2 separate regions of the Zea mays genome follow, and region 2 is linked to region 1. The links are chromatin contacts, called in public Hi-C maps. All regions are on one chromosome and are shown on one strand. Each heading gives the region's core, a stretch centred on a gene start, on an enhancer-like site or on the middle of the called end of the contact. The rest is flanking DNA. Distances are from core to core; before and after follow the strand shown. Region 1 holds the start of LOC100280665 (methylcrotonoyl-CoA carboxylase subunit alpha). Region 2 holds the start of LOC541874 (homocysteine S-methyltransferase-2).

Region 1 (4,772 bases), core at 1,117-3,616:
TTACCTGGAGTCGAGTATTCATCTCCATGAAGTAGAACTCTCCAGAAAGAGTGTCCACAATAAACTCCACTGTTCCAGCATTGTAGTAACCAACTGCCTTCAACACAAACAATCCAATAAATGACCCTATATGTGAAACAGAAGGATTAAACAGAATAACTGCTAAAAACATATCAACAGAGAAAACAAAGAAAGAACCACTTGTTTTATGACAGATAGCATGAAAAATGATAGGTAGCTTGCCAACTGTTGAGTATTATTAGAAAAAAAAAGTCTACTAAAATGATCCATTAGATAATACATATAACTTTGAACTGGCAGTCATGTGAAGCAAATTGCTTGCACATTTGTCATTCTATATTGGTGCGAAAAAATTGGCAGGTAGATAATGAAAAGATCTTAACTAACAATAGTGAACTGAGAGCAACAAATTTGTCTCCTAAGCATATACTAATGTTCAGAAACATTCACCTTTGCTGCAGATACAGCAGCTCCACCAATATGAGACCGAAACTCAGCTGGCACATTTGGCTGCACAATATATAAACAGACAACTAAATCGATTATTCTATCGAAGTAAAATTCAGGGCACAAACAGCTAGCAAATCCTTAGAGCTTCCTCAATATGTTTTCAAGCAAGCTCCAGGTTTTTGTTGGATAACAGATCCTTACAGCTGGAGCTTCCTCGATGATCTTCTGATGCCTTCTCTGTAGACTGCAGTCTCTCTCATAAAGGTATATCGCATTTCCATGTTGGTCGCCAAATACCTTCAAACATTAATGCAGTACAAGGGAAGACAACAAAGAGTTACTGCAGGTTTCCAATTGTATGAAGGACTGTGGCAGGTCCAATATCAATTGAATCTTACCTGGACTTCTACGTGTCTTGGTTGAGTAATATACTTCTCAATCAATAGTGTGTTTACACCAAACGATGCTGCAGCTTCCCGTTGAGCGCTCAGTACAGAATCCACAAATTCATCAGGCCTTTCGACTATTCTCATCCCCTTAAGAAAGGATATAGGATGAAAAGGTTACACACACACACAAGACACACATAAGATAGGTCATGCAGCTACAGAGCAGGCTTCTCTGGAACACTTGAAAGCTATATGCCTAGCAAATCATAATAAGAACTTCTCCATGCATGAGACAATCTGAGAAACAGTTTAGCACACCTTGCCCCCTCCACCATGGGTGGGTTTGATTAAAACAGGATAACCGATTTTATCCGCTTCGAGTTTCAACAGCTCAACGTCCTGGTCAGCCCCATGGTACCCTGGAACCAGCGGCACGCCAGCAGCACCCATGATCCTCTTGGATGCACTGTATTTTACAAATTATGTTCAGTGTGCACTGCTCTGAACAAGAGCCAAAACAGAACAATCTGTAAGCACACCAGACAAGAAGATGTTTTACCTCTTATCGCCCATGTCTCGGATTGCAGATGCTGGTGGTCCAATGAATTTGAGCCCCTCGGCTTCACAGAGCTGCGCGAAATCAGCACTCTCTGAAAGGAAACCGTATCCCGGGTGGATAGCCTGCACAAAGCAAATTCATGGCATACTAAACTTTCGTACTGTTCTCCACTTCCACACTTCCCTACGACTCGCCTACGTGCTACAGCGTGTGCGTGTGGCGGGGGATACTCGTTTTAATGTAAAGTAGAGCTATCTCTACAGAGCAAGTGAGCAACGACAACGACCAACGATCGGTGTGTGTGGCACTGACACGGCAGGGCACGCGGCTCCAGACGCAAAGTAGGGGAAAATAATGAGCGAGACAGCGACGGGCGGCAGGGCAGGGGAGGGGTTGGTAGACGGACCTGGGCGCCGGTGCGGAGGGCGGCCTCGATGATGGCCCTGGCGTTGAGGTAGCTCTCCCGCGCGGGCGGCGGGCCGATCCTGACGGCCTCGTCGGCGGCGCGCACGTGCAGCGCCCCGCGGTCGGCGTCGCTGTACACGGCCACGGTGGCGACCCCGAGGCGGCGCGCGGTGCGCATGACCCGGCACGCGATCTCGCCCCGGTTCGCCACCAGCACCTTCTCGATGCCCCCGCCGCCCGCCGCCGACGACGAGGCCGCAGCTGCGGTTGGTGGGGAGGAGGAGAGGAGCCGCGCGGCGTGGAGGGGTAGCGCGGGCACGGGGCAGCCCGGGATCCCGCGCCCGCGGCGGCGCAGGTGGAGGTGGAGGAGGAGGCGGGAGGCCATCCTGCGGTGGCGATGGTTCGGCTGGACGCTGGTGGAGGCTTGGAGAGCAGTGGTGACTGGTGTTGAGCAAGACGGAGTGGCGCGACGACGGGTCGGTGGAATTGTGGAAATAGTACGCGAGATGCGAGATGGGGGGCGTCGTCAGTGTGGGCCTGGGTTGGTCCCGCTGGATAAGGGCGGTGACTGGTCAGACGAGTCCGCGACGTCTCTCCTTGTTCCCGTCGGCCGTCCGTAGCTCTCCAGCCTTCCTGCGCGAGCGTGCCGAGAAGGAAGGGCGGATGAGCATCTCAGGTAGAGATGGCAATGGGGACCCGATCCCCGATTCCCCGCGGGAATTCCCCTATTAGGGGACGGGTATGGGACAAATTTAGTCCCCGCGGGGATCTAAATGGGGGAAATTTAATCCCCGTCGGGTTCGCGGGGACGGGGACGGGGAACCATCCCCCGTCCCCGTTCCCCGTGTACCCGCCCCACGAAACTATTTTATCCAAGTTAGTCAATTTACTTGTTAAAATTATAGTAAGAACTCAGTGCATGACATGTTATAAAATAGAAAACTAAACTCTAAAGTAGATATCTCTTGTAATTTTCAATCTTGTTTGTTAAATTTGTATTAATTTGATACAATCAATTTAAATTTATCTTTAAATATTGTACTTCTAGCAGAGACAGATTCCCCGCGGGGTTCCCCACGGGGATAAATTCCCCGACGGGGACGGGGATGGGAGAAAAAGCTCCCCCGTGAGCGTTCGCGGGGACGGGGACGGGGAATTTTTATCCCCGCGGGGACGGGGGTGGGAAGCCATTCCCCGACGGGGAAATCCCCGTTGCCATCCCTAATCTCAGGCCTGCGTACCTCAGAGCTCAGATGGTATCTTTTCCAATTTAAAATCTATTTTAGTATTTTATTGGATTCATACACTAATTGTATATGTTTTTATATATGTCTAAATAGTGATGATCTAAAATTGGAATAAAGGAGGAGCTGATTACATAGTGATCATTAGCCGAGGCAATACAACTCAAATTTCTCTATTCTTCTCCATTTTCCCTCTTTCTCTACCCCCATCTTTCTCCAATAGACTGAGGAGCTAATTTTTCTTTTTTTCTCCTTAGTCCTTCCTTCTCTATCCCTCACCGAATTTTATATCCCAATCCCCCTTTAGATTCATCTCTGTATCTAGATTTATCATTATTTATTTGAACATAAACATAAAGTCTAAGTGCTAAAATGAATTGTGGGACCGTGAGAGTATTTAAATCGATGAATAGAAGGATTTGCCATTAACTTCGCACAAATCAATATTTTGTTAACTAAATTTCTTTTACGGAGACAGCTATTTCCTTTAACCCATTCATGTCTCTCCACCACAATCTTTCACCCTAACATATTTACTACTTTTACTTTCGGTGCTTACCGAGGGGTCGATAATAAAGTGACACTAGTTATATGCATATTGCTATGGTCTATATATCACATGGTAGAATTTGTTTTAATAAAACGCAAATAACTAATCTCACTTATGTACAATTTTATTTTATCTATATCACTATATGAACCACCAGTTTAAACTTTACAAAATCCACCCAACAAAATAATCCCTATACTCATGACATCTACTAAATCCACCAAACAAATTGTATCTAGACTTAACCCACTATCAAAACGGTTCAGATCGTCGAATAACCTCAAATTCAATGGACACTATTATTTGGATAATCTTTCATCACTCCCCTCTCCCTACCTATCGGGGAAAAGATCCTCGAGCCCCTGAGGCCCACCGCTCAAAAAGAGAGCGAGATAAGGACCTCTGGACTATCGGGGACCACCAATCAGCAGGAGTGGAACCGTCTACCCTAGAAACGTGTGCCCCCGATAAAGCTCGAAGCACTAAGCCTGGGGTCGGGTGAGGCAGAGCTAGAGAGGGGGCGGGCGAACCGAGGGGAAGCCACTCGAGTGGATTTCTCGTCTGGCCCGAGACTGACCCACCATAAATGGCTGGCCGCATTAATTCCGCCTAGCACCGACCGCAATAGAGAACCGGTCCGCCTCCCACTTATGACCTACGAGCTCCTCGGCCTACGGCACACTCATGACTAGAGCTGAAAGTTGGGTCGTGTCGTGCTGGCATACCCCGGACCCATCGTGCTTCGGGCTATTTTTTGGGCCAGCATGACACGAAATAATTTTCGAGCTGGGTCGTGTCGTGACTAGATATACTAAAAACTAGGCCCGACCCGGTCCGAAGCATGGCAGTCTAATGATCGTGTCGTCCCGGCCCAAGCATGACACGGACAAAAAACTTGTATATATCTAAAAAACTACATCCTCAAAATAATCATAACTTTGCTATAAACTAAAAAATCATATGAGAAGGGAAATCAATGTTTTATATAACTTTTGCGAAGAGATAAAAAAATATTGAAGCATGAAATAACCATTTAAACGCTAGTTTTCTAATTCGTGCCTCACTTCGTACCGTGTCGGCTCAAGCACGACCCATCTAGTCGTGTCGTATCGTGACGCCCATCGTGCCTAAGTTTGAGGCACGGCTCGGCCATT
Region 2 (4,674 bases), core at 299-2,798, 520 kb before region 1:
TCTATAGACTAAAGTTTACTCTAGAAAAGGATTAAAAGTATCTAGAACACATTAAATGACTCATAAGGCTAATATGCACCTTATCATTCTCCTGCCATTAATACAACTGAAATAAATGAGGAGCAAAAGGTGAAATTAATATGGTTTAGTCCCTTTTAGTCACCTAGGGACTAAGGGCCTGTACAACCCAATTGAATGAGGGGGCTCTTGAGGAGTCTTTAGGGGGCTAAATGGAAAAAAGTCAAGAGATAGGCTCTTCACCAAGAGCCCGTCTCTACACGGTATTCTATACATATTATGTCTTGACTGTATTTATTATTTAGGGGCTAAGAGTTGTATTATACGGTCTCTTAGCTGTCTCTTGTATTTAAAAAACCGTTCCAGAGGCTCAGGGTAGAGGCTCAGGGTTGTACATGCCCTAAAGCAGTTTAATCTCTGTTTTATTCCTAACTGAATAAGACTAAAAATGGAGAACAGGCCCATAATAGTATCCAGGCAGATGTTCCTGTCCGGCCTCCTCCGTAATGGATGGATTGAGCCAAACGTGAGTTCTGGTTTACGAAGGCCATAGTAAAGGACTCAGCTCAGTTGGGGATAAGTCTGGATAAGAAGACCGATCCAGGGCAAGCTCAGAATCATCAACTAGAATATATAAAAGTCATATTCCTGGACCGCCACCAAATTCAGTCGCTAGCATAAGCTTTTGTCCCTTGACGCATGAGCCAATTCAGCAGCAGGCATGGCCGCATGGGCCTTATTCGTTCAAATCTCCACAACATACCCATACGCATAGGAACACATGCTCCTGTCCTGTTCACGATGTCGTAGTAGCTGGTGCCTGGTGGGGACGCTCCCAGATATTCTTTTGCTGCAACGATATTTCATTCCAATACTCTCGGACCATGACAACAAAAAGAAAGCCTCCCCACTACTACCTTGCAGTAATAAACTAGTAGTACGTCTTAACAAGCAGTGACGCGTCGATCTCACCCCGTCAAGGTCTCGGCGGCTCGTCGTTTGTTACTCGCCTGTTCCGAATACAGAAGAAACAAAAGAAGGGTGGGTAAAAAAAAAAGGAGCAGCACGGCCGCATCGCCGCGTGCGCGCTTGGGTTCTCCCTCGCTCGAAGGACAGAGGGCGGAGATCCAGCAGACCGCCACGAAGTACCCGCCAACTTTCTAGTAGGGAGGAAGCGCGGAACGGCGGCCGAATGCGCGTCATACGAAGAGCAGGGTTTGAGGGGAGTGGTTTGCCTTGCGGATGAGGTGCGGGGAGGAGAGGAGGCACTTAGCGCTCCAGAGCGGGTCGTTGAGGTCGGCGCCGTTGGCCTCGAGCTCCGTGGCCAGCCCGCCGTCGAGGACGAGGCGTCCTCCGGCGGCGTCCACCCACCGCCGCACAGCCTCCTCCGCGCTGCCGGCCGCCGTCACCACCATCTTGTTCCGACCCCTGCTCCTGCTGCCACTGGTGGCTGGGCGGTGTGCAGAGCTAGGTTATTATTCGATCTGGAGGAATGTGGAGGGTTCAGAGGGTTCTAGATTTTGTTAGCGGAGAGCCGGAGAGGGTAGTGGGCGGCCTTTGCAGATGCAGGATGGGGGACGTCTTTATAAAATACAATATGTGATGTGAAACTGCAGTTGTTTGTAGAACGAAGTTTTAAATATAAGATGTTATAGAAAAATGAGATAGAAGATTTATTGGAGATAATTTAAACCTGTCTCTAATAATTTAAGTTGTCTGTAAAATATTGTTTTATATAGTGTACTGTTCATATAGTAGAGTTTAAAATAGACGTGGAATGAAAGGTGGATAGAAAGGTTATGTTTTAATGCACTAGAGATAATAGTTAGCTACTCAAATCAGCTGCAGACATACAAGCAGTCTAGCTAATATTTCAGCTAATAGCTACTTTTAGCAAATCAACTAATAGGTAGCCAACTATCTGTTAGTTAGCTAATTTACTAACAACTTTTTATCGAGCTAACTATTAGCTCTATTGCATTCACACATGATCGAAGTCTGTTGAAGATGGCCTAAGGCTATAGCCAGCAGATCATATATATGATTGTGCAAACCACTGTTTTGCATTATATAGATTGCACTATTTATATATAGAGTTTGAAATACGAGATATAGATAAGTTGTTCGCGCCATCTTTTAGGTCAGTTCAAAATGAGAAAATATCGTGCACAATAAAGCGATCTAGTGTATTCAATTAAAATCCAACTGTTAGTATTATTTGATATTTAATTCCTTCCCCTTTAAACCTAGCTCCTATTTATATTTAACTCATTCCATATGAAATAGTTGGATCTAGATTGGATGTTATAAATTGTTTGATTGCTCACTCGCACTAAATGGATGATTGCATATGATATGTCCCATTCAAAATTGACTAAGTTTGATAGAGTATTCACTATGGTGGTTTAGACTATCTCCAACGGTATCATTTATATCCCTCTTTACAAGGCTTTCTAAAAAAATTCCTTCCTTTATATCTCAGTCATCTACATATTTGCTCTAGATTTTTTTACGTACATATTTATTATACACTTAAATGGCTTATAAATATTTTAGTTAGACTTATTTCGTTATTTAAAATATTAAAATAGAATGAGAAGAGAGGAAAGATTCTATATGTATATAGAGAACAAAGGAAAGTTCTCTATATTTAAAAGAAAGACACAACATATAAAGGAGCGAAATTTCCTCTAAAAATAAGATAGGAAATGGTTTGGGTACTGTCGGTACCTCAATATTGGAGTACACACTATTGCTAGGTCAAGGCGGACCATCCCGCACTACCATTAGCTAGCATGCTAATGGTGATCTGTCCTAACCTAGTGGTTGGGCCTGCCCAGTAAGCCCACTGCGCTCGGGAGAAGGCCAACACCTATAATCAGCACTCTAGAACCTCAAAGAGGGTCTGGGTTTGCCATGTGCCTTTAAGATGAGGGCTCTCGGAACCTGCGGCCGGCCGGAACCCCAGGAACAGCCCGGCCCTCATGGAGGGCCACCCAAACCTCTGCCTAAGAGGGTCCAGTGCTGCCACGTGTTGACCAGCTCCGGACGAGACGGGACCTCCCCCGAACACCATCCGGACCCCCAACCAAGGGTGGTCGAGAGCTGTCGTGAGGAAGGACGGTCCTAGTCACTACTCCCCTAACAAGGCGAGGCCTAGTGCTGCCACGTGTTCTACGACGTGTGACATAAGCCATCGGGGAGAGCCCGACATCAGCCTTTGAGTATAGTGTGCCTCTACATTTACTGCGGACAAGACGTATACCTGCTCGCCCTAGTGGCAGGCGGTGCATCCATAGTACGCAGGTCGCATAGTAACTCACGTGTTACCGAGGCAGGATCATTGACTCTTTGTGCCGCATGGACTGCTATCATCATGACTCCCACTGTATCCCACACGGTACCGAGACGAAGGGTGACAGATGGAGAAGACAGGACGCCACCTGATCATCCCTACGAGCGGTAGCGCGTCAACCTACGCCACAACCTACACCCGCGCCCTACTCCAATTAGACAGGGCCAGGGCACGACAAGCCAGGAGATCTACACTAAGACCAAGTGAAGATATTCGTTCTCCATAGATCGACGCTCCACTTACCCCATATCTAGCAATAGATTATTGGGCCCACTTGTCGGGGCTTAGTCACCATGTGTGTGCCTGCCTTGGGCTATAAAAGGGAGGACATACACGGTAGAGGACAGACCCGAACAAGGTTGGAAACAAGTTCGACTAAGTCTGGGCGAGGGCCAACTGAGACTCAAACAACACATAGAGACTCCCAAGCAATACTACTCAAAGAAGATGTGGGGTCCAGACCCTGCAGACGAACAACCCCAACCCTTGTTGGCTCATGAGTTCCTCCATGTCACACTCGGTTTTAGAAGGCAAACCGAATGCGAACCATGTACGTGCCAGGATCAGCAATTCACGTACACAGCAGTTACATAAAATGGACATCATCACACAGTGCTCAAATAGTATTAAAAAAGGGAATAATAGTCGATTACATCATAAGTCTGAGACATCCACATAGTCTTTACAATAAATCAAAGTGCGAAAACGAAACGTAGATAACGCGGCCTTCACAGGCAGCCGACTGGGGGTTGCCGCTAACACACGCCTAGAACTCGTCGTAGTCTTGGAACTCCTGGAAGTCTCCTTCCACGGCTTCATCTTCTCCTGAGCAGTGGTTGCAATGCTGACAACCTGGGGATGGGGGGGGGGGGTTGGTGTGTAGAGCAAGGGTGAGTACACATCAACATACTCAGCAAGTGTCTTGTTTGGCTGTAGTGGACTAGCTTTATGTGGGGGATAAGTCGAGCAGTTGCTTTTAGTTGGTCAGATTATTATTTACTAGTAGAAAGCCAGGTTTTAGCATTAACCCAAGTTATTAGCCCGATGTACCCTTTCCAGACGGAAAGAATACCACTTACCAGTACCATAGTCATAACCAGAACCATCAATCTCATTGTCACCTGTAAACCAAAATGTCTCTGATCAAGTACCACTAATCACTGGAGCTCCCTTGGCCGCTCATAACCGCGAGCACGGCTGATATATCAGTTTTCAAACACTCTGCAGAGGTTGTGCACTTTACCCACAAGCCGTGATTCCCTTTCTGCCCGGAGATCATGACTCTCCATTGATCACTACTG

The links. A called contact is a pair of places that touch in the nucleus more often than the background predicts.
Region 2: a Hi-C map of bundle sheath shows a contact between it and region 1, with 4 times the contacts expected there. The contact joins the promoter of LOC541874 here to the promoter of LOC100280665 in region 1. A contact is called at or near these places in 3 of 25 Hi-C or Micro-C datasets (bundle sheath, leaf and tassel).

What each region holds. Positions count from the first base shown.
Region 1 is chr1:175,545,452-175,550,223 of Zm-B73-REFERENCE-NAM-5.0, reverse strand. It overlaps LOC100280665 (methylcrotonoyl-CoA carboxylase subunit alpha), which reads right to left and starts at 2,366. Exons shown (of 16, transcript NM_001371674.1): 1 at 1,826-2,366; 2 at 1,420-1,541; 3 at 1,179-1,326; 4 at 870-1,007; 5 at 673-768; 6 at 472-531; 7 at 5-97. The coding sequence starts at 2,209.
Region 2 is chr1:176,066,502-176,071,175 of Zm-B73-REFERENCE-NAM-5.0, reverse strand. LOC541874 (homocysteine S-methyltransferase-2) reads right to left here and starts at 1,548. Exons shown (of 7, transcript NM_001111542.2): 1 at 1,254-1,548. The coding sequence starts at 1,433.